Linked DNA regions of Sus scrofa: all the other regions are linked to region 1. Evidence: chromatin contacts called from public Hi-C, HiChIP or PLAC-seq and promoter capture Hi-C data. All regions are on one chromosome and are shown on one strand. The core of a region is the stretch at or near the end of the contact, and the rest is flanking DNA. Distances in the headings are between cores, read along the strand shown.

What was found. Promoter capture Hi-C pulls out the DNA fragments that hold promoters and counts their contacts. Hi-C and Micro-C count contacts between places; a contact is called where the count stands out from the background. HiChIP or PLAC-seq counts read pairs in DNA pulled down with a chosen protein or histone mark.
Region 2: a contact with region 1 is called in a Hi-C map of liver, with 7 times the contacts expected there. The contact joins the promoter of LOC110261292 here to the promoter of PPP2R1A in region 1. A contact is called at or near these places in 3 of 47 Hi-C or Micro-C datasets (heart right ventricle, liver and skeletal muscle).
Region 3: an H3K27ac HiChIP or PLAC-seq map of alveolar macrophages shows a contact between it and region 1. The contact joins the promoter of LOC100625971 here to the promoter of PPP2R1A in region 1. A contact is called at or near these places in 1 of 47 Hi-C or Micro-C datasets (heart right ventricle) and 1 of 2 datasets of contacts at active chromatin or transcription factors (alveolar macrophages).
Region 4: an H3K27ac HiChIP or PLAC-seq map of alveolar macrophages shows a contact between it and region 1. The contact joins the promoter of ZNF432 here to the promoter of PPP2R1A in region 1. A contact is called at or near these places in 1 of 47 Hi-C or Micro-C datasets (epiblast stem cells) and 1 of 2 datasets of contacts at active chromatin or transcription factors (alveolar macrophages).
Region 5: a promoter capture Hi-C map of liver shows a contact between it and region 1, with 3 times the contacts expected there. The contact joins the promoter of ZNF614 here to the promoter of PPP2R1A in region 1. A contact is called at or near these places in 1 of 5 promoter capture datasets (liver) and 3 of 47 Hi-C or Micro-C datasets (epiblast stem cells, fibroblasts and heart right ventricle).

Annotation. Positions count from the first base shown.
Region 1 is chr6:57,963,112-57,966,585 of Sscrofa11.1, reverse strand. It overlaps PPP2R1A (protein phosphatase 2 scaffold subunit Aalpha), which reads left to right and starts at 1,638. Exons shown (of 15, transcript NM_214024.1): 1 at 1,638-1,725. The coding sequence starts at 1,648.
Region 2 is chr6:57,723,073-57,726,546 of Sscrofa11.1, reverse strand. LOC110261292 (zinc finger protein OZF-like) reads left to right here and starts at 1,815. Exons shown (of 4, transcript XM_021097266.1): 1 at 1,815-1,856.
Region 3 is chr6:58,187,478-58,190,951 of Sscrofa11.1, reverse strand. LOC100625971 (zinc finger protein 613) reads left to right here and starts at 1,841. Exons shown (of 9, transcript XM_013995152.2): 1 at 1,841-2,043; 2 at 2,581-2,660; 3 at 3,317-3,459. LOC100517161 (zinc finger protein 84-like) reads right to left here and starts at 1,831. Exons shown (of 5, transcript XR_002344783.1): 1 at 1,408-1,831.
Region 4 is chr6:58,150,983-58,154,456 of Sscrofa11.1, reverse strand. It overlaps ZNF432 (zinc finger protein 432), which reads left to right and starts at 1,766. Exons shown (of 5, transcript XM_021094922.1): 1 at 1,766-1,893; 2 at 3,397-3,474.
Region 5 is chr6:58,133,100-58,136,573 of Sscrofa11.1, reverse strand. ZNF614 (zinc finger protein 614) reads left to right here and starts at 1,631. Exons shown (of 3, transcript XM_021097260.1): 1 at 1,631-2,017.

The DNA.
Region 1 (3,474 bases), core at 389-2,888:
CCTTAAGGACTCCTGGGACATGGGGACAGCACAAGCCTTTGTGACTGATAATTTTTGTCAGGGGCCTCTGGCAAAGGGATTGCAGCCTCCACCTGCAAGCCACCCTGTCACTACTGATGGGTCCACTGCTTTCAAAAAGCAGTAATTAGCTTGCTCATGAGTGTGTCTCAAAACTGAAGCCTGGAGTTCCCAGGTGGCACAGCAGGTTAAGAATCCAGCACTGTCACTTCTGTGGCTCTAGCAATATCCTGGCTTTACAAGAATAAGTGGTTCCTATCGCTTTGGGGGAAACTTTAAGCTCTACACTGTAGTCAAAGCCACTGGCACTTCAAACCCTCCATGCTCTGAGATTTCTTTAAAGACTGATTTCCTTAGGGAAGCTGAATCCTAATGGTGTTGCCTGGGCCACTGGTTAGGGCAGAACTGGAAGCAGGGGTGTGTGGTATGATGGTTCTCATTACTGGTCAGATCTTAGGAACCTGGGCTGCTGCCAGTGGTCGAGCAGTTTAGTGTGCCACTTGGGGAAACTGTGGACTGTCAGATAAAGGACATCCCTCTCTTAGGGTGGGAACTGTGGAACCAAACTGCAGTGCTGAGAGACTTGTCTGGCTCACTCATTTGGATAATCATGGTCAGGGTCTGCTCTTGGAACAGTCTGACCAGAATCAAGCTGCTGATTCCATCTGTCCGATGCAGGGGCTCCCTACGCATAGGCACACTGGGACTCCCATAGCTCCAAAGGGCTGGCAGGTTTGGGGTAAGGGGAATATCCGGGGAATAAGGAGGGCAAGGATTGAAATATGCAAGCCCCCTCCACCACCACCCCTGCCCCTTTTAGGGGGAATAGTTTCCTAAGTGGAGTGGGTAGGGTCTTTGGGAAAGATGGTTTGGACTGTCCGGCGGCGGGGGGGGGGGAAGAGAAAGAGAGAAAAGCATGGTGTGCTCAGGCAGCCAATTTTCCAAAAGGAGACGTGCCTAGAGAGGGTTCAGGAAATCAGATAGACATACCAGCCTGAGGGGCCTAGGTTTTACCCAGAGAATAAGGTTAAGTCGCCATCCTTCCCTAGGCCTCGGCATAATACGGCACAAATCAAGGACGCACTCCCACCTCCTCCCGCACAAACAATCTTGGAGTGCGCCCTCCCGCCAGGCAGGGGGACCGCTGCCTCGCAAGCCGAAACCTGTACGATTCTGTTCCCCACATGATGTCACGCATTCCAAGCGACGCACGCGGGTAAGCTTTCTCCAGGGCTCGGACAGGCAGGCTTCGCCACCTTCCAATCCCGCCCCTCATTGGCTAGAAACAACTGCTCGTCTAGGCCGTTGTTGGCGGCGACGTAGGCGGGCACAATCTTAGTCGCTAAGATACCGCGTACTTCCGTTTCCTCCTCCCCCCTCCTAGGCTCCGGCAAGCTCAATCTCTTCCCTTGGACCAATGGCAAATGGGCAGTGGGCGGGACTTTATTTGTCCGGGCCAAAGAAACGCAGGCTTGGCCCGGCGTAGCGCGGCCAATGAATGTAGGGCAGCCCCTGTAACGTGGCCCGGGCGCCCCCAAGTCCTTCTCTCCTCCTCCCGGCCCAGCCCCTCCCTACCCGGGTTTCAGCACGGCGCCGGCCGCAGTCTGACAGACACAAGACGGAGCCAAGATGGCGGCGGCCGACGGCGATGACTCGCTCTACCCCATCGCGGTGCTCATAGACGAGCTCCGCAACGAGGATGTTCAGGTCCGGAGGCTCCGGGGGACTTGGGGAAGAGAGGAAGGGGTACCTGGGGGGCACCGGCGTCCCTCGCGGAGAAGATTCAGTGTTCGCAGGGAGTGGCGGAAGGGGGCGGCGGCCAATCAGTGTTCCGCTCACACCTCTCCGGTTCCCCGGACTCGATGAGACGGCGTCCGGGATTGGGTGTCGGCCCCGCAGAGGGCGCGCTTGGAGGGTCCCCAGGCCTGCCAAATGCGCGTGGCCGCTCCGGGCCTCGGAGGCCGCGGCCCACGAGGGGTCGGCCGACCGGGTGGGGGAGAGGCGAGGGGAGGGCCGGGTGATTGGCGGCGGCCCCTGAATGGCCCCTTGGGGATGGAGTGGGCTCGCGACTTTCTCCGAGTGGGGGAGGGGCCGCCGGATTGGTGGGGACCCGCGTAGGTTTTCTCCTTTCTGGGTTCGTGCGGCTGGGGCTCAGCGCTGTGGGTGTAATCTCTCCAAATGGAGACGGAGACGTGAAGGATGACTTTCCAAATCCTGCTCTTCTTCTCCCGGCAGTTTTGGTGTAGACCCTCCGAAAGAAGCGGGAGGCCAAAACCCCACTCCCAAGGGTGGAACTAGCTAAATTCCGAAGCGAATTGCCAGCTAGCCACTGGCCCCCCCTTCCGGTGTTCTCCCCTTAACTGGGGCCGGGGGCGGGGGGGGGCAGTTTACCAAGCGGGCTGTCGTTTCTGATGAGTGGCATGGGGTGGCGAGGGGTCGAGAAGAGGTAGGACTCAGGGCTTCGCCCATCCCAGCCCCACCTCTCACCCGCCCATTGACCTTGTGCACATTACTTCACCGATCTGGGCTTGTTTTCCATAAAACGTGGGCCAGTAATAGTCCCGGCCTCCTTGGATGGTAGTGAGTGACAGAGTTTATAACAGAAGAAATACTAGACGGCGCCTGACCTGTTGTAAAGGCCCAATAAATGTACCTGTAATTATTGGGAGTGGTGATTGAAGAGGTCCATCCTCCCTTTGGGCCTCAATTTCCCCACTTATAAAATTGAACCAGTCGCGGAGTTCCCGTTGTGGCGGAGTGGTTAACGAATCCGGCTAGGAACCATGAGGTTGCGGGTTCGATCCCTGGCCTCGCTGGTCAAGGATCCGGCGTTGCCGGATCCCACGTTGCTGTGGCTGTGGTGTCGGCCGGCAGATACAGCTCCGATTAGACCCCTAGCCTGGGAACCTCCATATGCTGCGGGAGCGTCCCTAGAAGAGCCAAGAGAAAAAAAAAAAAAAAAAAAATTGAACGGGTTGCACTGGCCCAGCCTCTTAAGGTTCCCACCGTGTGGCTCTAGCTCTGGACAGGCTGCAGCTGGAGTCCAGTCTCCTCTACTTCTTGCTGATTGATGTGGGCAAGTTAGTTGATTTCTCCCAGCCTTGGTTTCCCTTTCTCTCAAGTAGAGGTGATTATCTGGTTCAGAGGGCTGTTGTAGGAATTCATTTGTTTAACGAACACCTGCCACCTATCAGGTATGGAGCTGAGGATATAATGGTGATGCCAGTTGTTCACGATTAGAGAGCAGATGTGAAATGGAACCCAATACGTTAGTAGCACATGTGAGATGTGATGGGCAGAAAGCGCCAGGATGTTGTGATGGTGGATCAGTGAGTGCTGTCGGGCCTTGGCTCTGTGTTGGGCATTGTTCAGGGCACAGGTATTCAGCAGGGAACACGACAGACAAGTGCTCCTGGTCTTGCGGAACTTGGGTCAATTGTGAGGGGAGACGCAGTA
Region 2 (3,474 bases), core at 566-3,065, 240 kb after region 1:
CGAGCCGGATCTGTGACCTAGACCACAGCTCAAGGCAACACCAGATCCTTCACGCACTGAGGGAGGCCAGGGATTGAACCCATGTCCTCATGGATGCTAATCGAGTTAACCTGCTGAGCCACAAAAGGAACTTCGAGGGAGTTTTTAGAGACAGAATTTGGGGTGCAGGCAGCAGGGTATGTGGCTTTTTTTTTTTATTGGTTTGTGATGAGGTAACGGGGCAGTGCTCCAGTAATATTTCACTCAGTCCGAGGTTGCCACTTTCCACCTGGGTGGGGGCCTTAGTTCCTGCAAAAGAACTCAAAGATCGGGACCAGGACCCTGCCCCAAGGCTGCTCGATTGTCTCTTAACTGCTCCTCCCCGGTCTCTGCATCCCCTCCCTTCCCTGAATTGGCAACTGTTAGAACCTGCCCTTTGGAACTCAGAGAGGGTCGTGGAGGTTGAATGAGGCCTATTTCCTATAGACCAGAAATGGGGGACACAGAAAGCCTTTTGTGCCCAGGAGCCGCGCAGAGCCCAGCTCGGTTTCAAGGGCTGCGAGGTGCATGACTTTCTTCTTCTTGGTTGGTAGTTGAAAGGCCAGTAAAAGAACAATCCCCTCGTCCGGGCTCGAAGAGCGACACCCCAAATCACTCACGAGAAGCGGTCTTGATGCAAACAGCAAGAGGATTTTATTCCAAGCGCGCTGGGGCCCACAGTCGTACACCACGCAGGGGTAGAGGACTGCGGCCCCGAGTGCGGAATCGGGACAGCTTTTATGGGGTTCACAACAAAGCCTGTGCGTCACAAACCAATCATTTTAAAATATCGAGAGCCCGCGCTCCGTGGACCAATCATTTTAAAATATCGAGAGCCCGCGCTCCGTGGACCAATCATTTTAAAATATCGAGAGCCCGCGCTCCGTGGACCAATCATTTTAAAATAGCTCCGGAGGTCCGCATCTGCGTGGGCTCCTGGGCAGAGTGACAGATTGCAGTTGAGATAGGTCACTAGGGCTGTCAATGTGTAATCAATTCTTCTATGGTGCCAGTCAGTTTTACAGAATCCAGATAAGCGATTAGTCAACTCATTTCCTGTTATCTTACTTAGGCCAGGATAGCAGGCCCTGGAACAATAGGAAGTGTGACCTTCTACCTATTTACTGGCAGCCAGCAGGGTCTGGAATTCGGGGGCATTTAGAGCTTTTTATTAACTTCCTGGGTTCTGGGAGGGTTAGGTTGCATTTTCATCCTTTCATTGTGAGGTATAGGGAGGCGCTCCAGGAATCTTGAGCTCAGCCTAAAATTAACATCCTCCACCTAGGTGTGGGTTTAGTTCCCATAGAATAACTCAGAGATAATTCAGGAGCACCCAGGATCCTGCTTTAATCACTGCATGCACCGTTGTTGCTTGATTGCTCCTCCTTCGTTTCTGCATTCCCTTACTTCCTGATTAGCAACTATGTGACTCTGACTTTTGATACTCAAGGAGAGTCTAGGAGGCTGAAGCCTATTTCCCACAAACAGGAAGAGGGACATAAGAAAGGATTTGTACCGGGGAGAGTGACGGATCCTGCGTGGTTTCAACAGTGTCTTAAAATAAGCAGGAAGCAACAGGGTTGCACAGAAGAAACAGACAAGCACTTTCAAATCCTGAAAACCAGAGGCACCGGGAGAGTGCAGCCCTAGCCCCGCCCCCCGATCTGGCCCCGCCCCCGATCTGGCCCCGCCCGGGTCCGCTCTCTTTTACGTCTCTACGTCCCTCCCAGCCCAGGCCCCGCCTCCACGTCGCCCCGCCTCTCTCCTCCACGCTCACTGCGCAGTTTCCTGCAGACCCGGAAGCGGTTCCCGCGGAGCGAGGGTCACCCTACGAGAGCGTGAGTTTCATCTTTCTTGTTTAAACCGGTGTTTGCGGTACCCTGTCCCCCGTATCTGGGTCCGAGGCTCCTACTGATCCTAAAATCCCGGCCTTCGTCCAGCAGACGAAGTAAATGCAGGCGTCGCCGTGCGAGGCGGGAGGGGGAGGGGCTGCGGCTTCGCTTTCCTGTGGAAATCCGCGAGCGGATCCCTGCCCCTCGCGCCCCCTTGCCTCGGCGTCTCCGCCCCTGGAGGGCCGCGAGCCCACCGCCCCGCTGCAGGAGAGGCTCCGTCCTGCTTCTGGCCCCGGGATTCTGGAGAGCCCGCTCCGTTCCAGAAACACACCCACTTTCCTTCACCTCGCACACTCCACAGCCGGGATGTTCTGGTTCCCAGGCCCCTCGTTTTTAGTCTCTGTCTCTCCTCACCTTGCAGTTGGGGAAAAAAGCTAAAACGGGCCTGTCTTGAGACACTCAGAATTTTTCTGCCCCAAATTCTACCCCACTCGATAACGTGCTCTGTTACTGTGGAATTAATAAACGGGCATCTAATCCTTTCTGTTGACTAAACAGGTATCACCTAGAAGTTGAGAATTATGTTTTATTTGGCAGATAAAACTGAGGACTTGGGGTTGGTAGATGCACACTATTGCATTTAGAATGGATAAGCGGTGAGGTCCTACTGTACAGCACAAGGGAACTATAGGCTTTTGGATAAGAACATGGTAGAAGATAATATGAGAAAAAGAGCGTGTGTGTATGCATGGTTCACTTTATTGTACAGCAGCAGTTGGCACAACATTGTAAATCAACTTACAATCAAAAAACCAAAACTGCGGACTTAAGCCCAGCCACAGCCTCTCTGAGGGACTGCTCCCAAGAGGTGAAGGAGGAGCCGAGGGTGTATAGGAGTTTTGCAAAAACAAAACGAAAAAAGCCACAACAACAATCCAGTTAGTTGGCGCATCCAAAGATTCGTGTTGGAGTTCCCATCGTGGCTCAGCGGAAACGAATCTGACTAGGAACCATGAGGACAAAGGTTTGATCCCTGACCTCACTCAGTGGGTGAAGGGTCCTGCATTCCCCTGAGAGGTGGTGTAGTCTTGCAGACGCGGCTTCAGTCTGTCGTTGCTGTGGTTGTGGTGTAGGCCAGCGGCTATAACCCCTAGCCTGGGAACCTCCGTATGCTGCGGGTGTGGCACTTAAAAAAAAAAAAAAAGTTAAGTGTTAAAGAAAACCAGAAATGTCAAGTTAATGAATTTACTGCTTTTCAGTGTATGGGAAGGTGGTAAAGTCTGGGCTCTTGGAAATCCTTCCTTGGATGTGCACCTTGACTGTCCAAGGCCAGCATTCTGCTTTTCTCCATCCTGAGTCCCCTCAGAGTGCACAGTCCCAAGTGAGGCAGGGTGGGGAGGCTGCATCCACTGAGAGCCACCGCATCCTTTGTTTACTGATGTGGCAGGAGACATGCTTCATCCACATATCCCATTCCTGGTCAAGAGAACTCAGAAGTAGAAAAAGAGAAAAGAATGAAGGACAACCATAAACAGCTGGCACAGTGAAGGATAGATGAGGAACGTGGAAAGACACAGTACGAGTTATTATAAAACAATAAACCAGCAGCACGGGTTCCTTAAGG
Region 3 (3,474 bases), core at 592-3,091, 220 kb before region 1:
TTGGAAACTGTACATTTGTTTTGTTAAGTCTGTGAGTCTGTTTCTGTTTTGTAAGTGAGTCCATTTGTATCATCTGAAAATTGAAAATTTTTTTTCTTTTTGGCTGCACCTGTGGTATGCAGATGCTCCTGGGCCAAAAATGAAACAGATGTCACAGCAGTGACCAGAGCCGCTGCAGTGACAACACCAGATCCTTAACGTGCTGAGCCACAAGAGAACTCCTATATCATTTTTTTTAAGGTTCCATATATAAATGATATCATATATAGGACCACACCCACAACATATGGAAGTTCCCAGGCTAGAGGTTGAATCGGAGCTGTAGCTGCCAGCCCACTCTACAGCCACAGCCATGCCAGATCTGAGCCAGGTCTGCAACCTATACCACAGCTCACCACAACGCAAGATCCTTAACCCACTGAGCAAGGCCAGGGATTGAACTTGCAACCTCATGGATCCTAATCAGGTTCATTAACCACTGAGCCACGAAGGGAACCCCCAGTGATATCATATATTTGCCTTTCTCTGACATAAATCATGACTTCTAACAGATTATCATCAGCATACCCAGACCCAAACTCAGATTCCCATGATTCTCAGTGACCACTGGAGACCCTCAAAGACAAGAAACAAAACTGCCCCAAGAACTAACCTACCCACAAGGACACCCCACTCACTGACCATCTGGAATGATGCCCCAGTCGCTGACCCGCATCCCCTACCTATGTCCCAAACACTCACCTAAGCCAAGGACATTAAAAAACACCAAACTGCCAGTCAAAGCGGTGTCAATCACTTACCTCCCACCATGGGCATTCCCATTAGTGAATTTTCCAGAGAGCTCTCAATCACTCACTTATACCCCAAGGATTCCCCAGTCGCTGACCTTCCTCCAGGGATTCGCCAATCGCTGACATCCCTCTAAGGCTTCCAAAGCAGATCTTCCCCCAGAAGACCTTTTCAGGCTCAGACACGCCCTCAAAGAAACCTCAATTCCTGACTTCCTACAGGGACAACCCAATCACTGATGTCCTGTCATTCACCCCCAATCAATAATCTTCCCCCCAAAGATGCTCCTGTTACTGACCTCTTCACCCAAGTGCATCCCAGTCACTGACCCACTCCCTAGGTCGTGGCAAACACTGATTTGCCTCCAATGCCACCCAGCCACTGACTTCTCCCACAAAGAGTAACCCCACGCCAACTCCAATCTTTCCCAATATCCTGACCCTCTGCAGGCCATCCTCATTTCTGACCATCCCGCTTCCTGAACCATGGAATGCATCCCCTGTCCTACAAGGGCTCGCTCCTCTCACCGACTCCCCGTAGCCCTCCCCTACCTCAAAGCTCGTATCTCCGCAAAGCTCAAACTACTTCTGCTCCCAGAACGCGAAACTGAGACCCTACCCCCCAAGTAGATCCTTCGTGCACCAGCTGATTCACAAACTTAGCTGTTCCTCCTCGGAAATCGAGTTTAGCTTCCGTAGCATTCGAGTCTGTAGGCCGCCAACCTTCGATCGACGAAGATTCCCTTTAGCTTTCACGTCTTTTAGACAAAGACACTGTGACAGAGTATGGCAGCGCCCTGGCGGTGGGAACCGCCATCTTGGAAGATCTGCCGTACAACCACTTTTCCTGCCCCCCAAAACTTGTCGGCTTAACGCCAATCGCAATGTCGCACAGGGCAGTGCGCGTGCTCTAGCCCATCTCCGGGGAGACCCGGGTCTCAACCCAGAAAGGCGCCGCAACCCCAAAGATGTCCACTTCCACTTTGTCTCTTCTACGTACCAAGCTACACAACCACAGTGGGCGCGGCCATCTTAAAAAAGGTGCGCACATCCTTAAGGGAAAAGGAAGCGACCTTTAGGGAGTTGGGAGCCCGTGGAGTGGTTTCCAGGAATGCTTTTCCAGAACAGCGTAGGGTTTGGAGAAGTCAGGGTGGTACCAGGGAGGTAGCATGTCCCACTGTGGGCCCAGAGTAAACAAATTTTGTTAAAGGAAAAGACTGGTGGTGAAAGTTTGGTGACACCTCCAGGGAGAAAGGTGAGAGCGCTGTTGGGAGGATAGAGCTGATAGCGAGGGAGGGGTTTTGTTTCTGACCTGACTGAGGTGGAGGGTGGTCAAATGGGGAGGAATAGAGGGCCAGAAACTCTTGGTAGAAATTTCTGTGCAGACTTTATTTCAATTCAATTTTTTTTTTTTTTTGGTCTTTTTTTCTTTTCTAGGGCCGCACCTGCGGCATATGGAGGTTCCCAGGCTAGGGGTCTAATCAGAGCTGTAGCCGCCTACCTACACCACAGCCACAGCAATGCCAGCTGCAAGCCATCTCCGTGACCTACACCACATCTCACTGGCAACGCTGGATCCTTAACCCACTGAGCGAGGCCAGGGATCGAACCCGCAACCTCAGGGTTCCTAGTTGGATTCCTTAACCACTGTGCCACGATGGGAACTCCCCAATTCAGTCATTTTTACATGCTTTTTCTAGTGAAGAAATTAGTAGAATTGGAATTACTGAAATTAGTAGAACTTTCATTCAATGAGAATGAAAACTTTTAATTGGATTGATTTTTTTTCCAGGTTGTTGTGCAAAAATGTTCTATTAATGAATACATTTTACCGGCTGTTATCCATCCTCCCCCAAGAACTCCAACTGAAAAGTAAGAGCTAATTTTTATTAAGTGTATACACATTTTTTTTTGAATGAGGGACTATTTCAAACATAATAGTAACATGATCTTAATATTCTGAAAGCTATTGATGGTGGACATAAGTATTACCCTTATTTTAGATTGGGGGTGGTGGGGTGCTGATTCTGTCAGAGTGCCTGTTTCCTAACCACCTCATCAATCTTTTAATCTTTGCACATGCTAAGGGTGAATAAACATTTTATAAGTTGTGTATTTATTTTCTATGTTAGGTTGGTTATCTTTTTCTTAATCATATTGCGGCTGTTTATATCAATTCAACTTCCATTCTCCCCATCCTAGAGCAACCGCTATCTTACTTTCGGTCTCTATAGATTTGCCTATTCTGGGTATTTTATATGTTCAGTCATATGATAGGTGGTTTTTGTAACTGGCTTCTTTCACTTAGCATAATGCTTTCAAGGTTCATCCATGTGGTACCATGATTCTGTACTTCATTCCTTTTCATTGAGAATGTATACATTGTGAATGTATAGCGCTTTTTTTTTCTCTTTCATTAGTTGATGGATATTTGAGTTCCACTTTTGACTATTGTAAATAATGCTTCTGTAAACATTTGTGTACAAGTTTTTGTGTGGACCTGTGCTTTCATTTCTCTTGCATATAAGCCTAGGAGGGAAATTGCTGGATCACACAGGAAGTTTGTTTACTGTTTGGGGAACTGTGAGACTGTTTTCCAAAGGAGCTGCACAAAAGGAATTCCACCCAAAGGAAAGCTGTTTCTTCTACCTTAGAATACTTCTTGCACCAAGTGAGTGGATTTTTT
Region 4 (3,474 bases), core at 517-3,016, 190 kb before region 1:
GGATCTGGTGTTGCCGTGAGCCGTGGTGTGGGTCGCAGATGTGGCTCGGATCCCATGTTGCTGTGGCTGTGCTGCAGGCCGGCAGCTGTAGCTCTGATTTGACCCCTAGCCTGGGAACCTCCATATGCTGTTGGTGTGGCCCTAAAAAGCAGAAGGGGGAAAAAAAAAAGGATCACCTTGCCTGTTCTAAGATGAGATCATACAGGTCAAGGATACAAACAGAGGCAATTCTCGTATCTCAAGTTTGAGATTGGGTCAGCATAATAATGAGAAATCATAGTGAGAAAATGGAACTGACTTCCTGCTTTCACCTTTCGGTTACATGACTTTATCAGGTGCTTTCTGAGAACTGTAATGGCCGATGGGGGTTGAAGATACTTGAAGCAAGTAGGAGAACCTGACGTCTGATCCTGAGCCCATGTTCTCAAGATCCCCGTTTCCCCTGCGTGAGTGAGTGTTCTCACACAGGGCTGGGGTAAGGAGAGGAAGAGAATATGAGGGGGAGCAGGGCTAGAAATGGTTAGTAGGCTTGTAAATGTCTGGCAAAGACTTCTTGATGATGTGAAGACGACGCATGGGGACTGTGAGAAAACTAGCTCTCTGAGGTCATTTTTTGCACAGGACTGTTCGTATTAGTGCCATCTGCAGTATTCAAAAAACTGGAAACCACTCAAAGGTCCACCAGCTGGTGAATGATTCATCTCATTTTGGAGTATCCAACACTGGGATACTAAGCAACAAAAAAGTCTGAACCACTGTCGCTTTAAAGCTGATGCTTTTTAAAAACATTCCTGCTATGTGAAAGAAGCCAGCACATATTGCTCATTTTATTTTTATTTATTTTCATTTCCCTGTCCCCCGGGGATTTGGAGTCCGAGAGCCAGGGATCAGATCCCAGCCACTGTTGCATCTTAAGCTGCAGTTGTGGACAAACCTGTGTCCCCGCACTCCCAAGAGGTGGCCAGTCCCCATGCGGCACAGCAGGAGCTGCACATACTACTAATTTTATGGAAAGAACGCAGACTGATCTATAATGGCACAAGGCAGTTCAGTGCTAGAAGGTAGCATGTTTTGCATTTGGGCAGGGTGAGGACCAAGGTTGAGTAAAGGCTCACAACGTCCACTGTTTCTGCTCACTTTGTGATCGCTGCATCCCCCGTACTATCACTTTTTCAAACCTCGGGTCTTCCCCTCACACTTTCGCCCGCCAGTTCGCAGCAAGCATTTGCTCTGCGGTACGGACAATTTCCTCCAAGATGGCCGCGCCCATGATGCTCCAGTTTAACGGCGCAAACCGTAAAGGACACACTGCGCCACCGTCTTTTTTTTTTTTTTTTTTTTTGTCGCGTATACGATAGTTTTTATAGAGCCTTCTTTTTCGAAATTAACCAGTGATGGAGATGTCCAGAGGTAGTTTTAATTTTTGACCGAGCAGAGACGTCCCAGCCGTCTGAGGATGTACGCCGCGCCCTTTTGGTCGTGGTGGGCTTCGGTCTTAGAAAAATTTGCGCCCTTCACAGTCCCCTTACAGCTAGCAACACCTGTCCATTCAAACGACTCTACCCCCACGTCATGTTTGTATTGTGTGAACTCGAGCCTCTGATAATCTCCCCGTTTTCCGTGAAGGGCTGAAGTGCCGGGAAACTGGAGAGTTCCAGCCACGGCCCCTGACAGTCTGGCTCGGCTTTCTGTACGTCAGGTGTGCAAAGATGGCGGCCCCCTCAGGGCTCCTAAGCAACGGCGGCGGCGCGCGTATATTACCTCATAAAGAAAAGCCGGAAACTCCCAATCCGTTCACCATAGAAACGCGATAGAAACGCTGTTGACCCGTGTCCGTTGGTCTCGGGAGAGGGGGCTGGGCGAGAGGACCAGAAGTGAAAGAAGTTTAGCGAAGTAAGTTAGGCCCGGAAGAGGTCGCTGCAGGTTCAGGAGAGAACCAGGTCGGTGTGAGGGTCGGTCTGTAGAATAGGCGGGGACGGGGACGGTCTGTTGGCCTTTCGGTGGGTTGTGGCTCTTCTGAGTCCGTGAAGGTAGCTTGGGGATGGTGGTTTTTTGGCTTTGGTTTTTTGGGGTTTTTCGTTTTTTTGGAAAGGAACAGGGAAGAGTCTGTGCTGGATGTTGTGATCGGGGCGTCTTTGGGGTCCATCAAAGGGGACTCTGGTGGTTAACGATTAAACGTCTGAACAGATGAAGCTGTCCTGAGGTCAGCGTTCAGGGTCTTCACGGGCCACTCTCCCTGCAGGTGACTGACACCTGGTTGGAGGGGCGGGGGGCGCTTGTCGAATGATTGCGGCTTCTTGTTCAGGGTCTCGAAGAATTTGGAGCCCGAAGGTCGAAGAACCGTTAAGGAGGTCCGCGTGCGCGTGTATCAGGTCTGGTTTGGTCTTAATCCGGTGGGGCGGTTATCACCGTCTTTTGTGCCGAGAGGTGGGACAGCAGAAGGTCTGGAGGCTGGGGAGTCCTGGTAGGTGCGTACGTTGAGCTCAGACTTTGGCAGCTGGGACAGACTTGAAGGTTAGTTAACATTTCTTAAAAGCTTCAGGTCCAAGTCTCTTTCTTCACCAGCACCCATTTTTCTCCTCCCTTTTGGCTCCCTCTATCACCCATTCTTTTGAATCCAAAGAAATGAAGAAAGTTTGGGGGAAGATGAACGATTTTGCATATTTAAATATAGTAAGCTTTTAAATTAGATTTCTATTGTAAATTGACTGATTTCATTTCAGCTTCTATATGCGAATATATAAAGGCTGCTGTTTTCCCAGTGCGTGTGTGTGTGTGTGGTGTGTGTGTGTGTGTACACACATATTTGTCTTTTTAGGGCCGCAACCTTGGCATATGGAGGTTCCCAGGCTAGGGGTCAAATTGGAGCTGTAGCTGCCCACCTACACCACAGCTCACAGCAATGCCAGGTCCTTAACCCACTAAGCAAGGCCAGAGATCAAACCTGCAACCTCATGGTTCCTAGTCAGATTTGTTTCCACTGTGCTACAATGAGAACTCCTCTTTGTGTGTGTGTGTGTGTGTGTGTGTGAGTGATCGTGGTTCTCATATTGAAGTGTGCATATAAACAGGGTGTACGAGCATTTTTTTAAAGGAGGTATGAGAGCAACAAAGTTTAAAGGAAAAATTTATACTTCCTCATTGCCCTTATGACCTCATTTCTATAATTTTTCTGAAAATTACCTGCCACTGAAATATGGTGCTATGTTGATTCTCCTTTGCCACTTTCCCTTTCGAATTCATGCCACTTCCACATATTCAGGGACTAAGTTTTATTGGCCTGAGCTGTGAAGTCTCCTAGGGAACCAAACGAGGGACGGAAATACTGGGGACCACGTGTTAAGGTAAGTGGGCAGCAAGAAGGACTATAATCCTAAAGGAAATTTTGCTTTTCAGCTCACAGGTCCCAGCAAGAGACAAGAAATGAACAAAGAAAGAGGAGGTTCCAGGACCTAGATATTGTTATATCTGGGG
Region 5 (3,474 bases), core at 382-2,881, 170 kb before region 1:
ATATATTTACCCTCCCCATGCCTTTTTCTTCATCCCTGATGTCACATATGTTTCTGTTTTTGCCTTTTTAGAACTTTTATCAGATCTCTTTGAGTAGTTCTGCTGGCAACAAATTCTAGGTTTTATTATCAGTGGAGTTCTTCCTTTCGTCTCTATCCAGAATTATTTCCTTTGACATCCTTTGACATAATAAAGATATTTAAGAGTTCCCTGGTGGCCGGATAGGTAAGGATCTGGCATCATCACTGCTGTGGCTTGGGTCACTGCTGTAGAATGGGTTGATCCCTGGCCTAGGCATATCTGCATGCCAGGGGCACAGCCAAAAAAAGGGAGCATATTTTAATATTTAATCCAGTTTAAAGTGGTGAGTTCTGCTTTTAGCAAAAAAAAAAAAAAAAAAAAAAAAAAAAATCCCATATAGTGTTGTGGCACTATTCAATCCCCAGCTCTGTGCTGAGTAATTCATTCCTTTAAAAAATGTTTTTATTTTATTTTTTATTTTTGTCTTTTGTCTTTTTAGGGTCTCACCCTCGGCATATGGCGGTTCACAGGCTAGGGGTCTAATAAGAGTTGTAGCCACCAGCCTACACCACAGCCACAGCAATGCCAGATCCTTAACCCATTGAACAAGGCCAGGGATCAAACCTCATGGTTCCTAGTTGGATTTGTTTCCGCTGCACCACAATGGGAACTCCTAAAAATGTTTTGGATCCAGCTGGATGCAGCTCGGATCCAGTGTTGCTGTGTTTGTGGGTTAGCCCTCATATGCATCTCGGATTCGACCCCTAGCCTGGGAACTTCCATATGCCGATGTTCAGCTCTTAAAAAAAAAAAAAATAAAATGTTTTTTGAGCATTATTTTGCCAGGCTCTGCTTTTGTCTCTGGAGAGACTTCAGTGAACAAACAAGCAAAGTCATGGGCTTCATGGAACGTAAAGTCTCGTGAAGCCTCCTGAGTAAAACAGGAGAATGTCAGTTCTGAAAAATGCTATGGAGAAATTTTAAGCCTAGTATATGGGCTGTAATGGAGGAGCTTCATTTATTTTTGGAAGGAAACCCAGACATACACTTGCACCTTCACTTCATCACCCTGCCCACTAGAGGTTGCTCTGTATCCACTCCCATGTGGGTATTAGCATTTTTATCCAACTCTGCCTGGGCTTCGCCTTTTCTTTTTTCTTCTTCTTCTTTTTTTTTTTTTTTTTTTTTTTTTTTTGCTACACCCATGTGGCCTGCGGAAGTTCCCAGGCCAGGGATCGAACCTGCGCCACAGCAGCGACCTGAGCCACAGCAGTGATACCAGATCCTTAACCTGCTGAGCCACAACAGGAACTCAGCCTTCACCTCTTCAGTGGCTGTCTTGCTTCCTTCCCAAAGACCTTACCCACTCCACACACAACTGCTCTCTCCCCAAACCTAAGATTTTTAGTGACCACTGCTTTTATCAACTCTGCGGCCGCTGCCTTTCCAGTGATGTCTCGGCTTCTACCTTTTAAAATCTTTCCAGGTCTCCTAGGATCTGAGCCCTTTTCTGCCGTACAGACATGAGTCTTGTTCCAAGATGGCCGCGCCCATGGTACTCCATAGCGCTTCCGATCTGAAGTACACAAAGGGCGTCGCCATCTTTCTTGGTTCCCCAGCAGGCTGAACGAGCCATGTTGGCCTTGGAGAGGCATCTGCCTCCGAAATCTTACATTTAGTACATCACTGCTGACTGTCCCTCGCAACCAGGAGGTGAAAGCTTTGAGGCGGTCAGGAACGATTTCTCCCCACAGCCGTGATGGCCCCGCCCATCCAAACGTCAATGTGGGCGGGGCCGTGTTACGTCACAGAGCGGAGCCCGCAGTTGGAACTCGGAAACCCCGGCAACGCGCCAAGGTTCTCGTGGGATTCCCCGGTCCCAGGTGGTCAGCGTCTCTAGGGACCGCAAAGGAGGGCGTCCGGACAGAAAGTGGTTTTCTGGTCGTGGGCTCAGCCTTTCGTCGCTCCCAGTGGTACCTGAAGAGGTTGAGATTAGGTGAGTTGGATTCTGGGCTTGGATTCGTGGTCTGTGGGGTTCTATGAAGCTGAGCGTGTGTAAAAGACCGTAGTTTGGATTTTATTTAGATTCAGCCCCTGAGCGTTTGTGATGGAGCCTTTAGTAATCAGTGATTAAGAGTCTGAAGAAATCGTCGGCCGAGAGTCCGATTGGCACTATTTGAGGTCTACTTGGATCACTCTGCTTAAGAGACTCAGTGGTTGAAAAAGCGGTGGAAAGTTTGAACGCGGTGTCTGGTCTGGGTTCCAGATGTAACGTGGGACTCTGTTGAAGTCCGGGTTAGCGGGATGTCCTTGTTGGTTTCTTGGGCATGTCTGGAGTTTAATGTGGCATTTAATATAGGACTCAGTCAAGAGACTTGTGCCTGGCGCGCTCACTATTTGGGGAGGTTCAGGGCCCCCTGGAGAATCTGTAGGCTGGCTTAGGATCAGACTTTGAATGCGGGGAAACAGGCTTGAGGGCTGCATTTCTCCAGTTCATTCAAATACAATTCTCTCCTTCAAGTCTGCCCTCAAGGACTTGACTAAAAATTTTTTTTCTCTCTCACACTGCCGCGTTCAGCGCTGCAGGGCAACGGGGAAATCCTGGACTGTGGGGTCTAACAAAACACACGAGACTCTTTTACAGAAAGAAAGTGGGGGACCAGGAGGCCCTCCGTTCCACAGAACAGAGGCGCCTAGGCTTTAGTCCTCATGACTTGTATTAGGGAAGGTGACGTAGGTTCCTGAGCAAAATCAGGTGCAGGCAATGACAAAGCCATCTCTGAGTGAATAACAGAGGAAACGACTAGCAGCTAGTGACAGGTGCATCCCTCCAGGGCATCGTGCAGCTGCTCCTGGTTCATGTATGACTCCCTTATCTTGCGTTTGAAGGAGACCCTGTACCTGAGAACTCTGCGTCAGCAGTCCTTAGCTTGCTGTGCTTTTGCATGTGCGCCAAGTTTGCCTTCTGCAGAGTTCAGCAGTTCCGTGGTCTCCAACAAACAGCTCTGTAAGAAACTGCTGAACTGTCTTCCAAAGTGGCTGTACCGTTTTGCCATCGGCAATATGTTAGAGGGCCTATTGCTTCATATCCTCTGCAGCATTCGGTGTTTCCGTTTTTGAGTTTTGGCTATTCTAATAGATGGGCAGTGGTATCTCATTGTTCTAATTTGTAATTCCCTTATTACGTATGATGTGAAACATCTTTTCACATGCTTACTTGCTTTCCATGTATCTTCCTTGGTAAGGTGTCAGTTCAGGTCTTTTGGTCATTTTTCAATTGGGTTGTGTGTGTTTTTTTTTTTTCCTTAATTTTTTTTAATGGCCACACCCACCGCATATGGAAGTTCCTGAGCTAGGGATTGAACCTGTGCCTCTGCAGAGACCCAAGCTGTTGCCATCAGATTCTTAACCCAGTGCACCACAGTGGAAACTCCAGGTGGTATTTTCTTATTG